Linked DNA regions of Sus scrofa: region 1 is linked to region 2. Evidence: chromatin contacts called from public Hi-C data. All regions are on one chromosome and are shown on one strand. The core of a region is the stretch at or near the end of the contact, and the rest is flanking DNA. Distances in the headings are between cores, read along the strand shown.

Region 1 (6,447 bases), core at 1,757-4,256, 250 kb after region 2:
ATCAACCATCTAAGGCTCAACTACGTCCCAGGCACAAGGGTAACCACTTCACGTAAGGCATCTTGCTCAATCCCTCTTATTCATTCCTACACTGGCTGAGCGTCTGCTCCTCAGCACAGGTGGGGGCTGAGCACCAGGACCCGGGGATGCAGGGCCAGCAGCTCCACACAGTTCCTGTCCTCTCGGACGAGCGTCCTTGTGGAGCAGAGACAAAGGAAACAGCAGTAGCAACAGCAAAACAATGATCACCGAGAAGTGAGAAGGGAAGGACAGGAGGCTCCAGAGGCCTGGTGGTGGAGGAGGCAGCCAGGTGAAGAGGGAAGCGTGTTCCTCCTGAGGGAGCAGTACGGAAGGAAGGCATGAGGTGCTTTACACTGGGGGGCAGAGTAAGTCCCGGTGAGCAGGGCCCACAGTGGAGGACGGAGCTGCAGGAAGAATCCAGCTCGCTGCGCGAAGGTCCCAGAAGCATCCGAAAGGTCTCAGAAAGGGGCCCGATGGGACTGGCTCTGAGCAGGGACTGGATCACAGAGGGGAGAACTGGGGGGCACCCAGCAGGGGTGGGGCCTGGGCCAGGTGAGGAGCAAACAGGCCGGAGCTAAAAGGACACTAGTTGGGTGGATTTAAAAGATTTTAAACAGAAAGGAGGGTGGTGGTGGAGGGAGTAGGGGAGCTACATACACACACAGGTTTAAAGGTTCTTAAAACAACATCTGCTTATCTACAGAAAAAAACCCCAAACTCACGGACATGGAGAACAGACTTATGGTTGCCATGGGGGAGGGGGAGGGACTGGGATGCCCTGGGCGTTGGGGGTTGGTAGTTCACACTATTGCATTCAGAGTGGATAAGCAGTGACATTCTGCTGTACAGCACAGGGAGGTATATGTAGTCACGTGATGGAACATGATGGAGGATAATGTGAGAAAAAGAATGTACGTATATGTGTAACTGAGTCACTTTGCTGTACAGCAATAATTGACAGGACACTGTACATCACCTATACTTAAAAAAACAAACCCCAAACCAAAAAACAAAACAACATTCGTAATGATTAAGACTGAACATTTAAGTGCTGGATCCTGAGAGTTCGAGAATGATGAGTGGGGGCTGAGTTGAGCAGGAAATGCTTTGCGGCAAGGTGAGTTTTGAGTTAAATCCTGAAAAAGGTACAGGGATTCATGAAAAAGGAGGCTCCTCTGGTCATGGATGTTACTTCAACATACCACAGACAGCACAGTCCCCATTTATTACGACTTTAATGAAAACCAACTCTATTCCACGCTCCCAGGGCATCAGTAGATACAGAATATACAGCAAGGAGTTGTTTTTTTTTTTGGTCTTTTTGTCTTTTTGTCTTTTCTTGAGCCGCTCCCATGGCATATGGAGATTCCCAGGCTAGGGGTCGAATCTGAGCTGTAGTGGCTGGCCTACGCCAGAGCCACAGCAACATGAGATCCAAGCCGCGTCTGCGACCTACACCACAACTCATGGCAGCGGATCGTTAACCCACTGAGCAAGGCCAGGGACCAAACCCGCAACCTCATGGTTCCTAGTCGGATTCGTTAACCACTGAGCCACAACGGGAACTCCAGCAAGGAGTTTTACAGGTGGGCCGACCTCTAGCATAAGTTACCTACCCCGATATCCTCCTTCATACTCTATCTGCTCCATACTTTGCAGAACCACTCAGATTTAGTGAAAACCCAAGCCTTTTCAGACCCTCAGTGTGTTGACTCAGTTCTTCATTATTGTCGGCATAGGCTAAGTGTGTCTGTGTGCGCTGATGGCAACGCTGACAACAGTGTGGAGGGGAGGATGACTCTTCCTACTGGGCTTGTGGGGTCAGTCTGACTGACAGTGATCAGCTAAGGGACATGGCCCTATTTCTGGCACTCAGTGATCTGACTGGCATTCCACTCCCTTGCCATCTATTCACTAAGTCCTCTCGAAGCCCGCGTGGGTGCACCACAACCGCTCAGCAGCTGGGTGGTCTCTGGGGGCCTGGGGCATCCTTGATGAGCCTTCTCATGTGCTCTGTGCTGCTTTCGGCCTGGAATGAGGTTCTCAGGTATGGGGACAGAGTTCTCAGAGGTGGCAATGTCTTCGCCATGGAATCAGGGGTCTGACAGGCACCAACACAGTAACTTTCTTTTTCCATGCATTTGTAGCAAGAAGGTGTGGCAAGCAGCTTCCAGGTTGGTCTGGAAGGTCCCCACGCACATCATGGTCAGTTATTATGGTGTCCTGCCGAGGCTGATGTGGCCAATATCACTGACAGAAGGTGAAGTGGGGCCTGGAGCAGCTAAGTGCTGGTTCTAGTCATACAGTCTGTGGGGTGGAGTCAGGATTGACGTCTGGGTCTGACTGGGTGGGAAAGTCAGTTTGGAAAGACGCCATTGTTGTAACCACCCCAGCGCTTTGTCCTAAAATCTAATTCTCCTAGGCTCCGAGGAGCCCTTTGGGGTTTGTTCTATGCTCTTTCATTGTGTGGACAGAACCCAGCACCCTACTGGGTCCTTGAAAAATTACCAAACCCACAATGATGTCAACTGATGAGGGACCGCGTTTGAAGACGAAAAGAATTTTACCCCCTAATAACGAAGATGGAAGTCTTGGTTCTTGGAATGGCCTCAACTTCAGAAAACCTCTCACCCTGTCTCGGAGAGGAGTGAGGGGGCTGGGGGCACAGAGGTGGTGGTTAGAAAAGGCCAGACCCCTCCTCCCACCACCCCCCTGCACTGCCTCTTTCCGCTGGAGTAACAACATCCTACATTTCTAAGTGGTAATGTAGCCAATAAGATGCACTTCTTGTTGTAAGAGAAAAATGACTAAAAGATGAGCCTTTTCTCTACCGAGTGACATGTTTAGGGGCTTTCCTACGAAGGCAGGCCTTAGGAAAGGCTGTGAGGCAACTTAACTGAGCCTGCTTCCTGTAGCTCCAGGGAGGGTGGAATGGGAAAGAAAAGGAGCAAACTGCTTTCCTAAGAATTCCTTCCAGCAGAATTAAAAGCAGCTTGGGCAGGAGCCGCTCAGTGGGGTGGCACCACATGTCTGTGCCAGCGCTAAGTCTTCCCCGCCCTCATGGTTTTGGGGAAATTCTGATGACTCTCCAGTTAGGAAGAGTAATGAGTCAAAGGCTGCCTTTAGATCATGCACAGGCGGATCTAGGAAAAGGCCACCAGGAGAAAAGCACCCGGCCACCCCCGTGACCATCCATCCTTTCCACCACCTGGGAAAAATGGAGCTGAAAAGGCCTTGTTTTCATTTTGGCTCAAGTTTACGTGAAAACAATAACCAATCTCACTCTGGAGTAAGTACAATAAACGAATCTCAATGTAGGGTGACTATCAGGGTGGCAAGAATATTCAGACATAGTATCTAATAGTACATACAAATAGTATTTAATATAGTATCAACTTTATCCAGATATGGTATATAATAGAACATACAAACAGTATAATATCAACTTTACCTGACAATAGCATATGTGTATTTCATTATGACGTTTTTCAAGTTGATCAGTAGAAGTTCTTTGCAAAAACTTAACTCTGAGATTCCAGCTAACATTTATAGCTAACAGAACTGACTGCCTATTATATGGCAGGCATGTTCAAACACTTGACATACAGTTACTCTAGTTACTCGTTAATCTTTGAGTAACAAGAAAAAGCACCTGAAAGGCAGACAGATGACTGGAGTTCTACACGCACCTCTTTCCATGCATTCATTCATCAATTCACTGATTCATTCATTCATTAAATACTTACTGAGGGCCTACTGTGTAGCAAGCACAGTACTAAGAACAGACCTATGAATATAATCACAGCATTTACGAGCTGTAAGTTCAGTCCTTATTAGCTGGGTGACTTGAGACAAATCTTGTACCATCACTCAGACCAAAGCTCTCAAAAGATGAGTTTACTCTATGCTGAGATTCTGAATTTAACAGATTTTGAATTCTATTTCACAGGGTTGTGACAATCAAATGAGATGAGCCATGTAAAAGTGCCTTCTAAAGAACCTGACCCAAAAACTATTTATTAACAGCTCAATAAATGTTGGCTGTTAATACTGACATTAAAGTGATCTGCAAATGTAATAAGGTATGCTCTTATTTTAGCACTTTCAGCAATCAAATCCAAAGACTAGAAATACCATCCCTGGCCTGGTCCTAACCTATTTCTCTTATTCCACCCAACTAGACACTTTCTACTTGGCAACACTGTTTCCTGTTATTATAACAGAAACATAAAGAACCTGAGCCTCCCCACGTGAAAACCTAGGAACAAGTGCTGACAAATGGCCTAAAAGGGACAGACTCATCTTCATTAGCACTTTTTTTTTTTCCTTTCTTTTTTTAATGGCTGCACCTGTAGCACATGGAAGTTCCCAGTCTAGGGATCAAACTGAAGTTGCAGCTGCCGGCCTACGCCACAGCCACAGCCACAGCCACGCTGGATCTGAGCCACATCTTTGACCTACGCCGGAGCTCATGGCAACCCCAGATCCTTAACCCACTGATTGAGACCAGGCATCAAACCGCATCCTCATGTATACTATGTCGGGTTCTTAACCTATTGAGCCACAACAGGAACTCCTTCATTAGCATTTTTAAAGAATAAAGTTCTGTCACTGAAAAAAGGTAGGTTCTAAAAAGCTATAGAGTCATCATTTGTTGAATAGTGAGTTACATTAAGAAACTCATAGCTTCATATCTGCGTATAGTCCTGTGGCGGGACTCGACTCGAAGTGGGGATCGGCCCCGAGGAAAGCTTATGGGGCTGCGGTGGTGTTGACAGAAGGGCCACTTCTAAGCCGTGTTTGACATCAGCGTCACAATCTCCCTGCATGATTCTGGGGCGTGTTCAACAACCTCCAACGAGCAGCCTGGGGTGTGGCTGGATGGGGGCTGGAGTGGCTGAGGACTGGCTATTAACCAAGCCAATATAACAAAGCACAAAGTAGAGAGCCTCCTCTTTCCTGCAATGAGTTGTTTTTAAGACAGTGTACTGGGAACGTTTTAAAAAGGTGACTAAGAGGCATAAGTCATAAGAGGGCTTTGCAAACACTAGTCAGTGAACCAGACTGAATGTGTATGCAGCCTCTTGGTGTGACTACCTGTGTCCAAGCTGCATTGAATATGGCACCCCCTGAACAGGGAGCTATTTAGCCAGAGAGAGAACCCACCCGGGTTTAGAGTGAAACAGACATTCTTGGAGTTCCCCTGTGGCTCAGTAGGTTAAGGATCTGGCGTTGTCACTGCTGCGGTGAAAGGGTTCAACCCCTGGCTCAGGAACTTCTGCATGTTACAGGTACAGCCAAAAAAAAAAAAAAAAAAAAAAAAAAGAAAAGAAAAGAAAAGAAAAAGAAATATGCATTTCTTTTAAAAAGAAAAATAAAAAATATGTGTTCCTCTAATACTCTTAGAAGTCTGAGAGCTAAGGAAAAGAAAGACAAAAGGGTTTTTTTTTGGCCTTTTTAGGGCCACACCTGAAGCACATGGAGGTTCTCAGGCTAGGGGTTAGATCGGAGCTGTAGCTGCCAGCCTACACCACAGCCACAGCAACATGGGATCCGAGCCTTGTCTGTGACCTTCACCACAGCTCACGGCAACACCAGATCCTTAACCCAATGAGCAAGGCCAGGGATCCAACCTGCGGGCTCATGGATGCTAGTCAGATTTGTTTCTGCTAAGCCACAATGGGAACTCCCAAAAGGTTTTATTTAGCACTGGACACTGGGGACACATTTTGTCAGGATTCAGTCCAAAAAATGTCATATTCTAAATGTCAGATCAGCAACCTAGAAAGAGTCACTCTTCCCTTTATGTTCTTTTCAAGCCTGTGGGGAGCGATAATGCATCCTGTGATGGCTCAGCCAAGTCCAGCCTCCTCGCTCAAGCACCTTCACTCCTGACTTGGCCAGTGATGCCCAGGCCACAGGGCATTCCTGGGTCCTCACCTTTCTACCCCATCTTCTCTCCCGCCTCCTCGGTCCCCTTGTGGGCTCCAGCCAGTGACAGCTGGGTGGATGCACCTGAGGACCACTAAAGCTCTGGGCAGGTGGAGGAAGAGCTCAGGGGGGATGGCGGCTTTGTTTCCACAGACTGCATCTGGAAGGGGCCAGCAGGGGGCAGGTTTCCGCCCCTCTCTTTCCAAGACAGTTGTCTTGTGACTCAGCTCAATGAGGAGGGAAAAACCCATCTCTCAAGCCTGGAGCTTGGTCTCAATCCAAAGCTACTTACAACAATCTTGTTGTTTTGATTTTTGGAGCCAGAGGTAATGCTAGACGCTCGAATTTGGCCGGAATGTTTTTATCAGCTCCAGTGAATCAACCCACCACAGTGGGACATCCGGACGCCCGGCCCAGAGACAAAGCAAAGGTCTGATTTGGTGGTTGAGACTCGGGTATAACAAGCAGACCAAAAGCTTTAAAGACTGTCTCTGC
Region 2 (6,494 bases), core at 1,848-4,347:
GTATTTGATGTTTCCCCTGTGGTTTGACTGGGGGAATTGCTGGAGAAATGGAGCCTTATCCTAAAGATGTGGTGGAGTTCCCATCATGGCTCAATGGGTTAAGAACCCTACTGGTATCCATGAGGATGGGGGTTCGATCCCTGGCCTAGTGGGTTAAGGATCTAGTGTTGCCACAAGCTTCAGTGTAGGTTGCAGATGTGGCTCAGATCTGGCCTCGCTGCGGCTGTGGTGTAGCCTGCAGCTGCAGCTCCGATTCAACCCCTAGTCTGGGAACTTCCATATGCCACAGGTGAGGCCCTAAAAAGAAAAGATAGGTGCTGTACTTTGGGGTGCCTTCAGGCGCTGTGCCTGCTGGTTACAAGGGAAATGCTCTAAGGCAAAGAAAGTTGTGCCTTTGGGGTCACTCCACAGAGGCCTGTGCTTCTAGGCCTGCAGCCTTCATCTACCCCGTGCTACAGGAGTCAGGCATTTGGATCTCGCCATATCCATAACAGGTGGTAGGAAATGTTGTATGAACCCATTCTCTAGATTGGGCTCAGCAAGGCTGGGTGACTGTCCAAGCTCTCACAGTGCTCTCTTCATTCTCCTTGGATGCTTGCTAAGGAAGCAGAGCCTTCTGTGATGGGCAGAGCCTGGGGCTCCTGAAGGGATACCACTCCAGGCCTCCCCATTGTCTCACACAGTTAGAACATCATGTGTCACCTGGGTAACACTTCCTCCTCCAGCAGCAGAGCCAGCACCACCAGGGGCCAGTGCGGGGGTGGGGAGGATGTGCCAGACACGATTGGTACCTCCAGCTTCCTGCCCTTTTTTTCCGCAAACCTGTGAGCAAGCTGGCGTTATTTTTATCTGGGGACACGGGCGTGGGAAGTATTTGTCAGTGTCATCTGGTAAATGCAGTTGAATTATCTGTTGTCCAAGGCACCCCCAAATAAGCAGTGTTAAGCGTGATAAACTGTTCACATTTAAAAATACAGTCCAACTGATGAAAGATCATTTGCTCGCAGGGCTAACATCACAACCCAAGCTGTCAGTGTCAGAGCCCAGCTTTATTTTTACCCTCTTGGGGTTTTGAATCATCACACATAAGGGCTTCTGCTTTTTTATTTTAAACCATTGTTCTGTATCAAGAGGGGAAATGACCAGAGTCTGCGGACTAGATGCCGGGGCAAGTTATATGCGCCGCTATGGTTGAGTGCTGAGTTAGCACCAGCTCCATCTGCAGCCTGCTCGGCGTGCAGGTGTGCGTTGTATACAGCCCCTGGGAAGTTTCTAGACAGTTGCAGGGGTGCGCCCTCCTAGGCCTTACAGTAGACAGAGCCCTGCACTGCGTTGCTTCCCAGTGTTACTCGAGAACTTCCACATCATCTTGCTGGGTCCTAAGAAGATGCCCTGGTGGGGGCGGGAGTGTGCACAGTCTCGCTCCAGGCAGTGGCCGTCAGCTGGGGGTGATTTTGCCCTTGGCAGACATTCGGAAATGCCTGGAGATATTTTTGGCTTCTACAACTAGGGGTGAGGGTGGTGGGGGCTCTGACTGGCATTGAGTGGATAGGGACCTACCATGCACAGGATAGTGCCCCCCCGACCCCCGCCCAAATAATTTGGCCCCAAATCTCCAGAGTGCCGAGATTAGGCAAGTCTGCTCTAGCAGATGGCTTCTCCTCCACCACCCAGTATCTTGCTCAACAGGAGGTGCCTGGTCAGCAAGACCACAGGCAGGGAAAGTGACCGGTGCCAGTCGGCAGCCTTTGATCACAAGAATCAGTTCAGGAAGAGTCTGTTGAGCCATTTACATTGTGCCAGGTCAAGATCGAGCTGAACTTTAAGGGGCTAATGAGCAAGGGATGGTCTCCATTCATCAAGACCCGCCATACTGTATTGTAAACCATGCTCAGCTCGCCAGCTGATTTCATTTTAATTTTTTAATGATTCTTAAAAATTATAGTTGATTTACAATGTCGTGTCAAGTTCTGCTGTACAAAAAAGTGACCCACTCAGACAGATAGATAGATTCCCTTTCCTATAGTATCTTCCCTCGTGTTCTATCCCAAGAGATTGGATAAGGTTCCCTGTGCTGTGCAGTAGGACCTCATTGCTTATCCATTCTAAGTGCAATAGTTTGCATCTACTAATACCAAGCTCCCAGCCCCTCCCCCTCTCTCCCCCATCTCCCTTGGCAACCACAAGTCTGTGCTCTATGTCACACCATGTGATTTTCTAGCCATCGCCTTATTGTCTTCACCACTATGCATGGGCCTGATGGGACAAGTATACTCCGCTTCATTTTGTGGGATACCAAACTGAGGCCAAAGGAGGTGAATGACTTTCCCAAAGTCACATAGCCCCCAAACAGCAGGTCTTCTGGTCTTCCCACTAGATCATTTCTTAGTAAGGATAACCCACCCCTTTCTGATCTCCAGGTTCTCTCTTCTCTCTTGGGTCATGTTGGATCCCCTGTGGATAAAGAATCTTTCCTTTCTTCCATCCATCTTAATATACATGGAAACCCAAATAAGGGCAGGATGCGCCTCCCATCTTAGCATCCACCTTTTCCCTAAGAAACTTCCCTTTACAAGGTGGCCAAGGGGTGAAAAGGCAGACAGGTCACACCTGCCATGGAGGTCCTTGGGCCCCAAGTGGGGAAGGCCAAGGAAGCGAGAAGGAGCTTCTCCTCAGCCAGTCACTTTCCATCCTTGTTATGTCTAGCCCTGTTATCCTTGCCCACATGGGGAATGGGAGACTCTGGGAGGTCTTGGGGCTTGCCCAGGTCCCAGGGCTGGGTGGGAGTCCAATCATCCAGGCCTGTCTGGCCTTCGAGCCCATTGTGCGGACTCTTGATACACCAGTGGTTTTCAAACATTTTTAGCAGCAGTTATTTTTTCCAAACTCGACTTCAGGCACCTCCTCCACCATGTAAAACAGATCCAGCAGAGGGGCTTGGAGTCTGCCTACCCTCCTGCCCATCATCGCCCCCCCCCCACCACGGTTGGCCCGAGGCTCCTTGGAACAACACGGGGGCCCATCTGGTCTGTGGCCTGGAGCTCACGGCTCACTGAGAGGGCCTGAGCGCTTCCTTTAGGGCCACCCCCACCCCTGCAGCGCTGGGCTCAGAGCCGACATCAAGTCCAGATGGGTAGAACCAAAGGGAATGGCATGTTGCAATAGCCAGGCTCGTTTAGATGGAGCCTGGTGCGAACAGCTTCCTTCTGCATCTTTGCTGAAAATAACAGGCATGACAATTGCTTCCACATCCATAGCCCCGTGGTTTCCAAAGGCAGAGCAGGAGCCAGGATCCCCATTGCACAGCTGCAAATTTTGACCTTCCCGAGCCCACTGGACCTCGAGTCCTTCTTTCCGAGTGCCCCACTTCCCACTGTTGCTTAACTTGTCTTCCCACAAACATTTTGGGAGACAGCTTGATAAAAGCTGTGTGTGCCCCCATTACTGCTTCCCTGAGGGATACTGCTCTGTAAATGTTAATGTGACTTTTGAAAACTTCAGCTGTGTCAAAGTTCAAAGTTGCGGGTGGATTTGGGCTTTAGGCTGAGTCATTCTGGAATCCCCATTATAGGCCAAATCTTTTCGTGAGCACTTCAAGGGGTTTTCTCAAATTCTATAAATAGTTGAATAACGCCTGTGTAATCAGCTATTTTTATCGCTAGCCTTCCAGACAGTTTCAGAAGTAATGTGGCTGCTCATTGAAAGTAGGATTTCACAAGTCTTCAGTTTCCAATTGCTTCCAGAGCATGGCCTGTGGGCCTGGCACCAAACAGTTGGGATCCTGAACATCGTTTCTGCCTGAAGGAGGTGACCTGACCCTCCTGGTAAAACCTGGTCCAGGCAAGAAACTCTGAGAGCAGACTCCAGGAATCTCCAGCAAGCTGGATAAGCTGGGCCTCAGCTCCCACTTCTCTCCCACAGAAAATCATGGACAAGACACCGGTCCACCATGTGCCTTGTTTCTCAAATTGCAGGGCTATGGGGCATAGCGGCTCTTTTCTATTTTGGGGGCTCTCAGTTTTTCCCAGGGGTTTTCACATTTCATCACACCATCACCTCATCGACCCTGTGCAGGTCAGAGAGTCTCTTTCTACTTTACAGATGAGGACACTGATTTTTCACAGATTGGCCTGATAGTCACAGGGTCCCTGGCCCCACTCAGACTCATCGCCTCCTTTATTTGGCAGCTGGCTTGCTCCTTGAGCTGAGGCCATGGTGAGAATGCCCACCTCACTCGCTAAAGAGAGCTTGGTGTGATGGATGAAACCTGCCTGGGCTGGGGCCAGCCCCTGATGGATACCTGCCTCCAAGCCCATGGCCACTCTCTGAGCAGGACTGCAGCCAGGCAGGGAGGAATCCCAATTCTACAGAACTGATGGCTGAGCCCTCTTTTCTGGGGGTACCTGCAGGACAGTTCAGGGCAAAGGCAGACTGCTCTGGTATATAAAAAAAAGGCCTTTCCTTACTCTTTAGAGCTGCACCCGCGGCATATGGAAGTTCCCAGGCTAGGGGTTCAATCAAAGCTGCAGCTGCAGGCCTACACCACAGCCACAGCAATGCCAGATCTGAGCCGCGTCTATGACCTACACGACAACGCCAGGTCCTTAACCCACTGAGTGAGGCCAGCGATCAAACCCACATCCTCATGGATACTAGTCGGGTTTGTAACCTGCAAGCTACAATAGGAACTTCCAAGAGGGCCTTTTCAAACAGGATGCCTGTGGGGGAGAAAACAGCAGAAGCAGAATTAGAGACCTGGGTTCCAGCCCTACCAGCCTGGAAAAGATGGTCAATCCCAGGACCTCGTCCTCCAGCATGAGATGTTGTATGGGGCAGAGCCAGGAATATCTGTGGGAAGTGCTTGGGAAAGATGATTGTTATGTCAATGTATGGTGGTACTACTATGGCACAATCAGGCAGGCAGCAGATAAGGCCAGGGCCCAGCCCTGCAGAAGGTCTGGTTAGTGAGGGCTGCCCTAGGTTTTCGGACAAACCTGCACTTGGCGAGTGGTACCTGGAGGTGTCTTCTTGAGGCTGAGTGAATCCTGTGACAGCCTGCTTGCAGGAATTCCTGCTCATTCACCGGTATTCCTGTCAAGCAATCCAGCTCAAACTTCCAGCCTCTTCTGAGGGCTTTTCAAGGCCACAGCCACAGCAGGTGCTGGCTCCCCCTTGCCTGAGAATGAGGCTTCGTGCCTGCATAAGTGCAAGACAGAATTCCCACTGAATCAGCCCAACTTCTCAGCTTCTTTCTCCACTGCACCCCAGCGCCGCTCCCCTATTCTCCCCGCTCCACCACCTACAGATCAGCAGAGCTGAGCCTACCTGACCTAATTTTGCCAACCTAGATTTTGCTCACACCTTGGGAAGCTTGGAAAGTGTCTCCAGAATGTTCTAGATTCCACTGGGAGTGGCTGATGGCTGTTCCCAGCCACAGCGTATTCCCTTTACCTGGAGCCATGTGCCCGGAAGAGCACTTTCTCAGCCTCAGTGTCCATCAGTCACAGAGAATGTCTCCAGGGCTTTGTTTATTAATAACGACAAAGGGCCAGCATTTGGGGCATGATGTACATGTCTGTTTATTGGAGCTAATTCAATATTATCCCAATAATGTCACTCTCTATTCCTTTGGGTAGGACTTAGAGGGCAGCAGTCAATGCCAGCACGTGGGGAATTTGATATGATGCTCAGGAGAGTTTCAGGCACTTATGAAAGCCACACTGATGGGTCTGTGTTTGCAGTGGGCTGCTATTGTCTCTGTCTGTGGTCTGGGGATCTGTCACAGGGCCCCACTTTACCCCACCACAGAATTGGCCACGTGACTTGGATCTGGCAAATCAAGGAACCCTGTCTCCTTGTCCACAGTGATTGGGTCTGAGGGATGGTCATCTGATGAGCAGGGCCAATCAGAATCCTTCCCTGAAATTTGCAGGTTGGACACGGGAGGGAGGATGTCTGTCTTCCTTTGGCTCACAAGCCATCATGGTAAGAGACTGGGAGCTATGACAGCCATTTTTTGTCATCACAAAGGGAGACCCTGACAGGAGAGAAAGTGGTCAACATGCACAAAGCCGAGACAGGCAGAAGCATGGGCAGGCAGGACCAGCTGTGGCATTCTTTGAGCCCTGTGGACTGGCTATGTTCTTGGGGACCAGCCCCTTCCATCCCTACCACATAAACCAGTTCAAGCCCTATGTGCTTAAGCTAGTTTGAGAGGGTTTCTGTCACTTGCAGCCAAGAATGAAATCTAAAGTGTCTGGGTGTCTGGGAGCAGAGTAGAGTAGAAGCAGTGGAATAACCACTTTGGCATCACATGATTGGGTGTCTGAGCCATGGCCTGGGGAGGTCTAGGCTACTCAGGGAAAGGTCCTGCCTGCAGTGAGAAGGGAAAGGACATACCCAAAGGCAGGGCCCAGTGGACATCAGAACCCAGGGCAAGCAACCAATCCCAGAGTGGATGGCGGCTGCAGCCCTATGCTCACCCTGCCCTCTGA

The links. Hi-C and Micro-C count contacts between places; a contact is called where the count stands out from the background.
Region 1: a Hi-C map of embryonic fibroblasts shows a contact between it and region 2, with 2.3 times the contacts expected there. The contact joins two enhancer-like sites. A contact is called at or near these places in 1 of 47 Hi-C or Micro-C datasets (embryonic fibroblasts) and 1 of 2 datasets of contacts at active chromatin or transcription factors (alveolar macrophages).

What each region holds. Positions count from the first base shown.
Region 1 is chr1:98,644,170-98,650,616 of Sscrofa11.1, forward strand. All of the region lies in intron 16 of DYM (dymeclin), which reads right to left. Among named protein-coding and RNA genes, the nearest start is that of SMAD7, 110 kb to the left of the region's middle. Within about 2 kb of position 3,007, at least 5 of the 83 cell types and tissues checked have an H3K27ac peak or open chromatin away from gene starts, as enhancers often do. A contact at or near this core is called in embryonic fibroblasts, where this site is marked.
Region 2 is chr1:98,392,989-98,399,482 of Sscrofa11.1, forward strand. The region is part of intron 9 of CTIF (CBP80/20-dependent translation initiation factor); the gene reads left to right. Among named protein-coding and RNA genes, the nearest start is that of SMAD7, 150 kb to the right of the region's middle. Within about 2 kb of position 3,098, at least 9 of the 83 cell types and tissues checked have an H3K27ac peak or open chromatin away from gene starts, as enhancers often do. A contact at or near this core is called in embryonic fibroblasts, where this site is marked.